2 separate regions of the Sus scrofa genome follow, and region 2 is linked to region 1. Evidence: chromatin contacts called from public HiChIP or PLAC-seq data. All regions are on one chromosome and are shown on one strand. Each heading gives the region's core, a stretch centred on a gene start, on an enhancer-like site or on the middle of the called end of the contact. The rest is flanking DNA. Distances are from core to core; before and after follow the strand shown. Region 1 holds the start of COLQ (acetylcholinesterase collagenic tail peptide). Region 2 holds the start of ANKRD28 (ankyrin repeat domain 28).

Region 1 (4,449 bases), core at 1,176-3,675:
CATCATGCTCTATCCCAAGAGACTGGATACAGTTCCCTAGGCTATTAATTTAGATACAGCCAACATGGCTAATGAATTCTGAAAGCTGGAGGGAAGAGAGCCTCCTCTGACATTCAACCTTCCTTCTTGGCTCCCTCAACGCCGCCCCCACCTCTGAAGGGGATCCACTCCTTCCAGTCTTTTCTCAAACCATCTGAGTTACCTCTTCTTCCTGCTGTGACCTTGTCTGGAACAATCGGTACCAAATCTTACCTAAGAGATGGCTAAGCTATGCTGGGCCTCTCTCCAGGGCAAGGAGCTCAAAGAAAATCAGAGGTTCTCATCTTCTCTCTCAGAACTCATTAGCCATTCTGGCCGTATCCAAATGAAGTGGTACAAAATAATGGCAAACTCCCGTCTATAGATGAGAAAAGTTTTCATTCCTTCATTCACTTGTCCATTCGCCAGATATTTCCTGGGCATCTACCCAATATTTCCCTGGGGAAATAGTGATGATGAACAAGACAGACACAGTCCCATCCACGTGCTGCTTACAGCCTAACGCCAACTACCTCCCAGCAGCCGGAAAGCCCCCTGGAGGCAGGGCTACAACCAGAAGACTTGAGTTTCTTTGAGTCTTGAGCAGATTCTAAAGGAATCTATGACCTAAGCAAGGTTAAGAACCACCAAGTTAGACCAAATTAACTATCAAGCTTCCCCCTTGAATAAGGGAATAGTGACCCACTCACTCCCCAAAGCCTGGAAGTCTTGGCTTAAACTGGGGGAGGGGCATGCTGGGACACACCGTGATGGCACAACCACCCCCAATATTCTCCATGAATTCCTGTCCTCTCCTCCAGTTTCTCACACTTTTATAATTAGCCCCGTGCCCTTCTCTGAGTCCTTCCCTCAGGGCCCACACACGTTGGCAGCACAACATGTCAATGAGCAGTTTTATGAATGGAGAGTGTTGGGAACTGGATTCAGAGCTGCACCCTCCCTCCCGTGAGCCTGTTTCTAGCAAAGGCGGTGAGAGTGAAATTCCTGCCTGCAGCAAAGTATTTCTGAGATTCATGTTGGAGGGACTGACTGAAACAGTTTTTCTGGGGAGAGCCGGGGGTGACCGAGGTGAAGTAAGAGGGCTGTGAGGAGGCAGCCTGCAAAGCCTGGGGTCTGTCTGCCCCACTCAAGCCCTCTGGAAACATCTGAGTTTCCTCAGAAAGGTTTAAACAGGCCCATGCTGGTAACCTAATACTTCCTCTGCCCAGGGTCGGGCAGGACAAGGGCAACAGCCTGGTGCTCTCGGAAGAGGTTTCCAGGCTGGGGCAGAAAGAGGCCCCCTCCCCACACTCAGTCTTGTGCCCAGCTCAGCAGCCCCCTCCGCCTCACCCCTCCTCCCCTGAGGCTGAAGAGAAGCCCACCCCAGGGGGGAAGCACAGGAGGGCAGCAGCCAGGGCTGCAGGGGCTCTTGCCCCCAGGAGAAAGAGGGGGACTCCCTCCCATTCAGCTGGCTGCAAAGCCCCCTGGCCGCCAGGGGAGGGGGTCAGGGGTGTATTTATGGAAACGTCTGGACTCACTCCACTTGCATTCCTCTCTCTCTGATAAGCTCCCCACAATTCCCAACCAAAAACGCAAGCTGGCCAAAATGCAGCAAGTGGGGAGAAGAAACACTCTGTCTAAGGGTCTCTGGTTCTGCGAAGCCAGGCGGGCACAAGGACAGAAGGGGTGTCCCGGCGCTGACCGGAGGCCACTGGGGGCCGGCTCCCTCCCAGCCTCCCTCTGCCCAGAGTGGAAAGGGAAAAACATCAGGAGGGGCTGCAGAGAGCGCGGAGTTGTGGTCCTGCTTTACCTGCTGAAATTGGGAGCACGCTGTTGAGGAAAGTGGGCTGAGACACGATGAAGCGGAAGAAAAGCTGTAGGTAAATTCCCAGAGTCACTGGATGCAGGACAACCATGCTGGCTGCAGTCTGCAAAGTGTCAAGTTCACAAGGCAGGGCTGCGAGGAGCCTCCTTATCTCTGCTTTGTCTTCCTCACGCTGTTTGCCTCTCTCCTCTCTCTCCCTCTCTCCCCCCACCTCCCTCCCTCCCTTCCTTCCTCTCTCTCTCCTCTCTCTCTCTCCTTCCCCCATGCCTTTCCCAAGAAAGAATGCCAATCATTTCCCACTAAACCTTCTCCTTACTACACAGGGTTATATTTATCTTAAGCACTGGATCAGATGCCCACATTAAAATTACGATGTCCGAATTTTCTTCTTCGGAGACTTGAGGTAAGTGGCCATTGGAGAGGTGATGAAAAAGCAGGCACATCTTGCATGTCCACTAGAAGCTGTCCTCAAGGGCAGACGGATTTCCTAATTGATTATTCACAGCACCTGCCCCCTCACAACCAAGGTGCCCTGTAGCATCACAGAATCAAATCGATTCAAACTCTCTGGATTCAAACTGCATTACCATGGAGACAAGTCCTTCTGCTGTCAGTCTATGACTTTTTCACGCACTGGGGGACAAATGAAAAGGTGACCCTGAATTTTTTTTTTCTTTAATAGACCAATAAAAAGCGGGGGCAGGAGTGGAGAAGACTTTATATTTTCCAAAACAGCTTTCTCCATAAAAAAGTATTTATCCTCTTTCCAAAAGCTGCGGCCTTTTATTCCATGCAAAGCAAAATAAATAGAAAGAGTCAATAGACTCTGGAGTGATTGATTATTGATCAAACTGCATTCAGGAAATAACATCATTGAACTGACCTTTGACTAAAGAAAATTCTTCAAATGAAAAGTGTCACATACTTCAATGAATCCTCTTATGAGTTTATAAAGCCTGTTATAGAGATCCTTAGATTACTAAAATAAACTAAAATAATAATCCACAGAGTTGTCTATTTTGCTTTTTTTCTTTTTCGGCCACACCTGAGGCATGCAAAAGTTCCCAGGCCAGGGGTTGAACCTATGCCACAGCAGTGACTGGAGCCACAACAACGACAATGCTGGATCCTTCACCACTAGGCCACCAGGGAACTCCCTGTCCATTTTGCTTTAACCTACATAACACTCTCCCAGTGCCTTGTGGGCGTTAATTCAGAAGCAGTGTGGTTGTTCCTGACTCTAGAGTCCAGTAGCTGAGCCCCACTCTGGGGGAAGGTGGGGCTGGGTAAGAGCGCAGGAGGAGGCAATACCCCACAGCTCCAGCACCAGAGGAGCTCAGCTTCAGCTCTGCTGTGACCATGGACAAACTGACCTTTCTAAGTCCCGGTTTTCTCATACAATGAAGGCATTTCCTTTTAAAGCTGTGTTGGAAAGGTTAAATGAGGTAACATGCACGATGACTCATATACAAATTAAAATTTGTGTATCAAGTTAGCAAAAATGAAACCTGGGGAGCCATGGTAGATGGGCTGCTGAGATGGCAACCGAAAATCTCTCCCACCCCTGTACGTGCATGCCACTCTTCCCAACAAAAGGTGGGTCTGTTTCCCCTCCTGTCAAGTCTGAGCTGGCCTTGTGACCAGCTTTGACAAACAGAATGTGGCTGAAGTGACACTGTGCAACTTCCAGATATAGCCTGTAAACCTCCAGCCCTAGCAGTGGGCTTTGGGTGGCTTGGAGAAGGTGTAGGCTACACAGGGGGAGAGTAACTTCGAGTAACATGATGCCAGAATCTGAACTTTCGCCATCCAGCCCTGATTCCTCCTCTGAAAAGCCAGGGGGATTTCTCTTTCTCTCAGCACACAGATTCCATCACTGACCTTGCACTTGGCACAGATTTTGTCCCTACATCCTGCCTGTGACACCTGCTGGCATTGGTTTTGAACTGCTTCTAAACTACCGTGTGTTGCTATTTAACCTGAGTTAACATCCCTGAGGATGGAAGGCTGTTCCAGAGTTCTGTGCACCCCCACAGCCCCAGGACAGTCCTTGTCATCTAAAAATCCTCAACAATGTCCGCTAATGCGACTCAATCACGCCATTGTAGGAGGAAAGGAAAGTAGGAAAAGTTATGCTTCAGCCATAAGCAACTGGCACTTCCCTGCAGCCCCATGCTTTGCACCTGCAGCTGTGGACCAGGGCCTGGTCCAGGGCAGGCTGGGGTGGGGGTGGAGAATGTGGACAACGGCCTGTATCCAGGAGGCTTAAAGTACATGCCCGCCATGGGGGGTGGGGTGGCGGGGTTGGGGTGGTGTTGGGGAACAAGTCACTGCCGATGCAAAGTTATTACAGGAACCTCTACCCTCTAGGGAGGCCTCAGCGCAGAGGTATTCACAAGCCCTCCATACTTATTAAACCACGTTTTGTAAATTTCCATTTCCCGTGGACCACATATTTTATGAGCCTATTTCATATGAGGTTACCCTAAGTGACCGAGGCAGAAATTATCATCTCTCTTCAAATCCTCCTGGAAGGGCTCTAAATCTTTCAGAATCTAATAACACAGGCTATTAGATTTTTCCAGAAGGAAATTATCTGAGATTTG
Region 2 (4,581 bases), core at 1,700-4,199, 300 kb after region 1:
GGAAATCCTGTGAAATCAGATTGTTATGATCATTATACAACTACAGATGTGATAAATTCATTTGAGTAATTAAAAAAAATGAAAAAAAAACCTGTCACCACTACTCCCACTCATTAAAATTAAAAAAAAAAAAAAAAAAAACACCATAGTAAGTAGCATTATGAGATGAGATTTGTTAATTCTGCTTAAAGCAAACCAAAAACAACCCAAAAAAGTAGAGTTAAACATTAAACTACATTAAAATTATTTTTCTCCTTTTCCTAAGTCTATATTTCTATAATTATTTTCTGTCTTAGGAAAAGCAGACTCCAGGATACCCAAATTAGGTAAAGTGACCAATACTCCATTGAAAAGAAATCTTGAATGAGGTGCTCATTTCCAAGATATAAACTTAAACACAATTCACTTAGGAAGGTTTAAGGAAAAAAAAATGTAAATAATGATAGCATTTTTATTACTACCCAATGTTAGAATGAACCATTTTAGCTAAAGATCCAAATCTATTCATATTATTCAACCCTTAAAAATATGATAAATACTCTATTTAACATCAAGTGGTCACAGGAGTACTGCTGAAAGAACAGGGGAAAGATGAGAGCTGGTGATGAGCTTGCAAGGGCATGGCTTTCTTAAAAACAACCAATCAATTCCAGGTCATCTGTTTTGCAGTTGCTATTGGGATCTTATGAATCATGACCTCTCCCCACCCTCCATCATTCAGAGAAATGAATTATGTATGAAAAAGGTACTGAAAACATTTACTTCCAATAAAAAAATATATATCAATAAATTTGATCTTAAAATTAATTTGGTAAATTAAGGAAAGTCTGGCCACTGGAGAACCATATACAAAGGATATTATCCACTCTCTAAAATTATCCCTCATGTCAGTCCTGAATGTTAAATCCACTGTATCTTTAAAAGTTTGGAGAATTTTCAAATACTATGTCTTTATTTACTACAAGACCCAACAGATAAGTCTTCACGTATAATGTTTAGCATGATTATTTACAGAAAGCAAATTTGATTTCATAATCAAGCTAGATATATTACAAACAGACATGTCTCTTATTTCAAGTTCACAAAAAAGAACCCTCATCTCGAATGCACACAAATATTTAAGAGTGAAGTCTCATGATGTCTTTAACTTATTTTTAAATGGGATTCAGCAAAAGAAAGAAAAAATATATGTGTAGTATAAATATAATCTGTATAAATATGGAAGAGAAAGCAAAGAATGTGTCAAATGTTATCAATGCTGGATCTATGGGTATTCAGAGTACTTTTTCCAACTCTTCTGTGAAAATTTTCAAAGTAAAAAAAGCTGGAGGAATAAAATGCCGACTGACTTCTAGTTTTCCTGTGTTTTAGCCATTACCCTGAATATTTATGTTCAGTCCCTTCTTTTTTGCTTCAAGTCACTTCTACCCTTGTTTAAAACAGCCATTATAGAATTGTTATGTCTTTTAACAAAAATCATAACTCTAGGAAAGAGCTTTTTTTAAAGTAGATTTCAAGGCTGGTATCAGTGAAATTGTTTTACCTGAAAGTTAACATCTTCTTTCTTAAATATTAGTGCTCGAACTTCATCAGGATCTCCATTAAATATAGCTTGCACCAGTGATGGCTAAAATACAAGAGAGTAATAAAAACATTAATCACACCACAAGAAAAAACTAAATTTTTTCTTCCGTATCATAATAATGATCACTTGGCTTTTGACATGAATCTAGTTTCATGAAGTCAAACTGCATGAAAGTATAGGATTCTTCCTTGGAAATAAAAGAAGGCCTAATTAAAAAAAAACCAATTCAGCATGACCAAAATTAGGTAGTATAATAAGTATAATCGGATTTTATTTTACGAGTGCAGGCCTTTTACTTATGTATCTGACAAAAAGGATGTCTCTTTCAAATACAAGTGAGACATCTCAATATCTACTTGTGGGACACAACTTGTCAGACATGCAGTTATCAGTCCATGTGGAAGCCCAAGAAAGAAGGCCTCCTTGAAAAGTTCTGTTTAGGGCACCAAAGTAATTTGCATGGTTAGCATTACATGCATAAAGATAAAAATCCAAAGAAACAAAACCTGGTAGTTGATGAAAATCAACACTATTCAAAGACCAAAAATTACTGTATACCTGAATAACACGAAGGGGCAGACAAGTGCCTGTCTAAATACAAAAATTTCTTCATCAATGACATAGCCTCTCTAATAAGGTATGTTATTATATCAATTAAACAACAGTATTCAAATTAAGGTTAAAGATGAAGTCTGATTCCTTTTCACATTACAGCTGTGCATATAAGTACATAAAATCCGTTACTTTCTAAAAGGCTGTGCCTCAGTATTGCTGGCAGTAGTCAACCTTTCCTATAACATACATTTCCTCATTCTTGTTACATCAGTTTTTAAAACCACAAAGTGAAAACAGAAACATGGTTGCTATAACTACTATTCTCAAATTATTTTTAAAAGTCTTTTTAAGAGATTAAGAGACAAAGTCTGAAGTGATATCTAAACATCTCAAAAAGCGAAAATCAGAAATGTGTGCATTTATACACACATAATATTGCATCATATTCACACACTTACATGGCTTTCATTTGGATTCTTTATGAAACTAGTGGAAATGTTTATTCTTAAAAAGTAAAATTTACCCTACTAGTTCAGTAGAATACAGTAAATACATAAACTCTCGTATCTTACCAATACATTTCCTGAAGGTGAAGAATGTAGGGATTTATTTTCCTGTGGCAATTTAGAAATGAATGCAGGAGGCTCATCTTCTACCTCCTCCAAAACAACAATACACACTCGACTCATTCGCTCTTTTAAAAAACTGAATTCTAAGCTATGTGATAAAAGTCACAGTTGGAAGAGCACAAGTAGTTTTTCCTCCTCCTCTTCTGTACAACACTCTGAATCATTCTCTGAACAGCGAAGCTGGTTTTTTAAAGTTAATAAGTACCATCGGAAAAAGTGAAGTTTAAAATTATACCTACATAACTTGTAACTTCCTAAAAACAACAAAATTCTATTTTTTTTTTTTGTTGGGTTGCTATAATACTTAAAAGAAATTTCACATCAACATGTCAACAACTAAAGCAGTGCAGTACAAGCTCATTTAAAAATACTTCCCCCTACCAAAATAGTCATTTTCTGTTTCACAGAAATTGACTTGATCATTGGATAACAATGCCACACACTGCAGAGTAAGATGAGAAACAACTGCTGTGGCAGAGATGATCACTCTTGCCTGCAAGGTCATATAGTTACCAGTAGCTGCCTTGCTTATAATCGAAAATAAAAAATAAAATCTCACTATTCTGTTTCCACTTCTAATTTATCTTCATTTCTTCAGTTTCAATGGTTTGATGCAGATACTATCCAGAAAAAAATACATCCAAGAGCTCAACACAAATTCTTAAAATGTTGCTCAGAGGTTGACAATTCTTACTGTGTTTGAGAAAGAAAAAAGACAACAGTCTGCATTAATAGCAAAGCTGCAGTACATTTACATGCGATGAGTCAGACCACAAGAGACAATAGGACTCTTGGTGCTGGAATACGGCTTGATTAATCCAGATATCCCATGTAAGAGAAGAAACACAGTTAGCTTTATTCCCATGGACAGTACAAGCGAGGCGCAGCGTTCATTCCTCCTCCATCAGGCAGTTGTCTGTGGTGCTCCAGTAAAAGGGCACAGGCACCCAGCAAAAACCGTGTTAGCGGAGAATCCTAATGGAACAGGCAGGCTGCGAAGGAATTAGAAGGCATTTGAGCTCAAATTACTGCTTCAGGCTTTTCATTAAAGAAAAGGGGAGGGGGGACCCCAGTAGTTTATCACTCCAGTGTTTTCTTTGATCTCCACATGAATACAGCTTCCATTAAATAGTCTTCATTCAGAGAAAAAAACAGCAGACTGTGCATCTTCTTTGAGCCAACTACTTTATTCAGTCATCTGCCTCTGTGCCAATATAGTTTCCTTCCACCGTGAAAACCGCTACAGTTATCCTTTTCAGTCAATTTTAGATGCTTTCCTGTTCCTCAGATGATCTTGCAAAACGCCACAGACACCACCAAATGAGTAGATCCTTGAAAAATCGAGGAGCCCAGGATCGGCCCCACAGAAGCATTCCAACTGAGCAACAGTCTGAAGAGCAAAGACTGCAGAACTGCAGGATGAAATGCCTAGTAATGCTCACATGTTACACTTACCAGAGAGCTGAGCTACTGCTCGGGATGTAACTTCCTCTAGCAGGAGAAAAAAATAGTGCATTTGGACAGCCTTCACAATTAGAAGGTTCATGCCAGTTCTGTGACTAATCCAGATCAAACTAAAAAATTCTATAACTGAAAAATGAGTGCGCTTTTAACATTTTCCACTAAAAGCCACAAGGAAATCTGGTGTACTGCCTCTGCTGACTAACACTGGTTTCAGCAAGTAAACAATTCCAAACAGCTTAACTGCTTTCGTATGTTACAATACAGCAAATGTTTAACCCTAAAGTGACAGTTTCAGTAAGAACATCTGCAGTAAACCCATGAAAGAGAACTAGAGATGAAGAAGTATTT

Evidence for each region. HiChIP or PLAC-seq counts read pairs in DNA pulled down with a chosen protein or histone mark.
Region 2: an H3K27ac HiChIP or PLAC-seq map of skeletal muscle shows a contact between it and region 1, with 2.0 times the contacts expected there. The contact joins the promoter of ANKRD28 here to the promoter of COLQ in region 1. A contact is called at or near these places in 2 of 2 datasets of contacts at active chromatin or transcription factors (alveolar macrophages and skeletal muscle).

The regions. Positions count from the first base shown.
Region 1 is chr13:2,753,210-2,757,658 of Sscrofa11.1, forward strand. It overlaps COLQ (acetylcholinesterase collagenic tail peptide), which reads right to left and starts at 2,426. Exons shown (of 18, transcript XM_021071338.1): 1 at 1,829-2,426. The coding sequence starts at 2,108.
Region 2 is chr13:3,054,664-3,059,244 of Sscrofa11.1, forward strand. It overlaps ANKRD28 (ankyrin repeat domain 28), which reads right to left and starts at 2,950. Exons shown (of 28, transcript NM_001206449.1): 1 at 2,704-2,950; 2 at 1,544-1,627. The coding sequence starts at 2,829.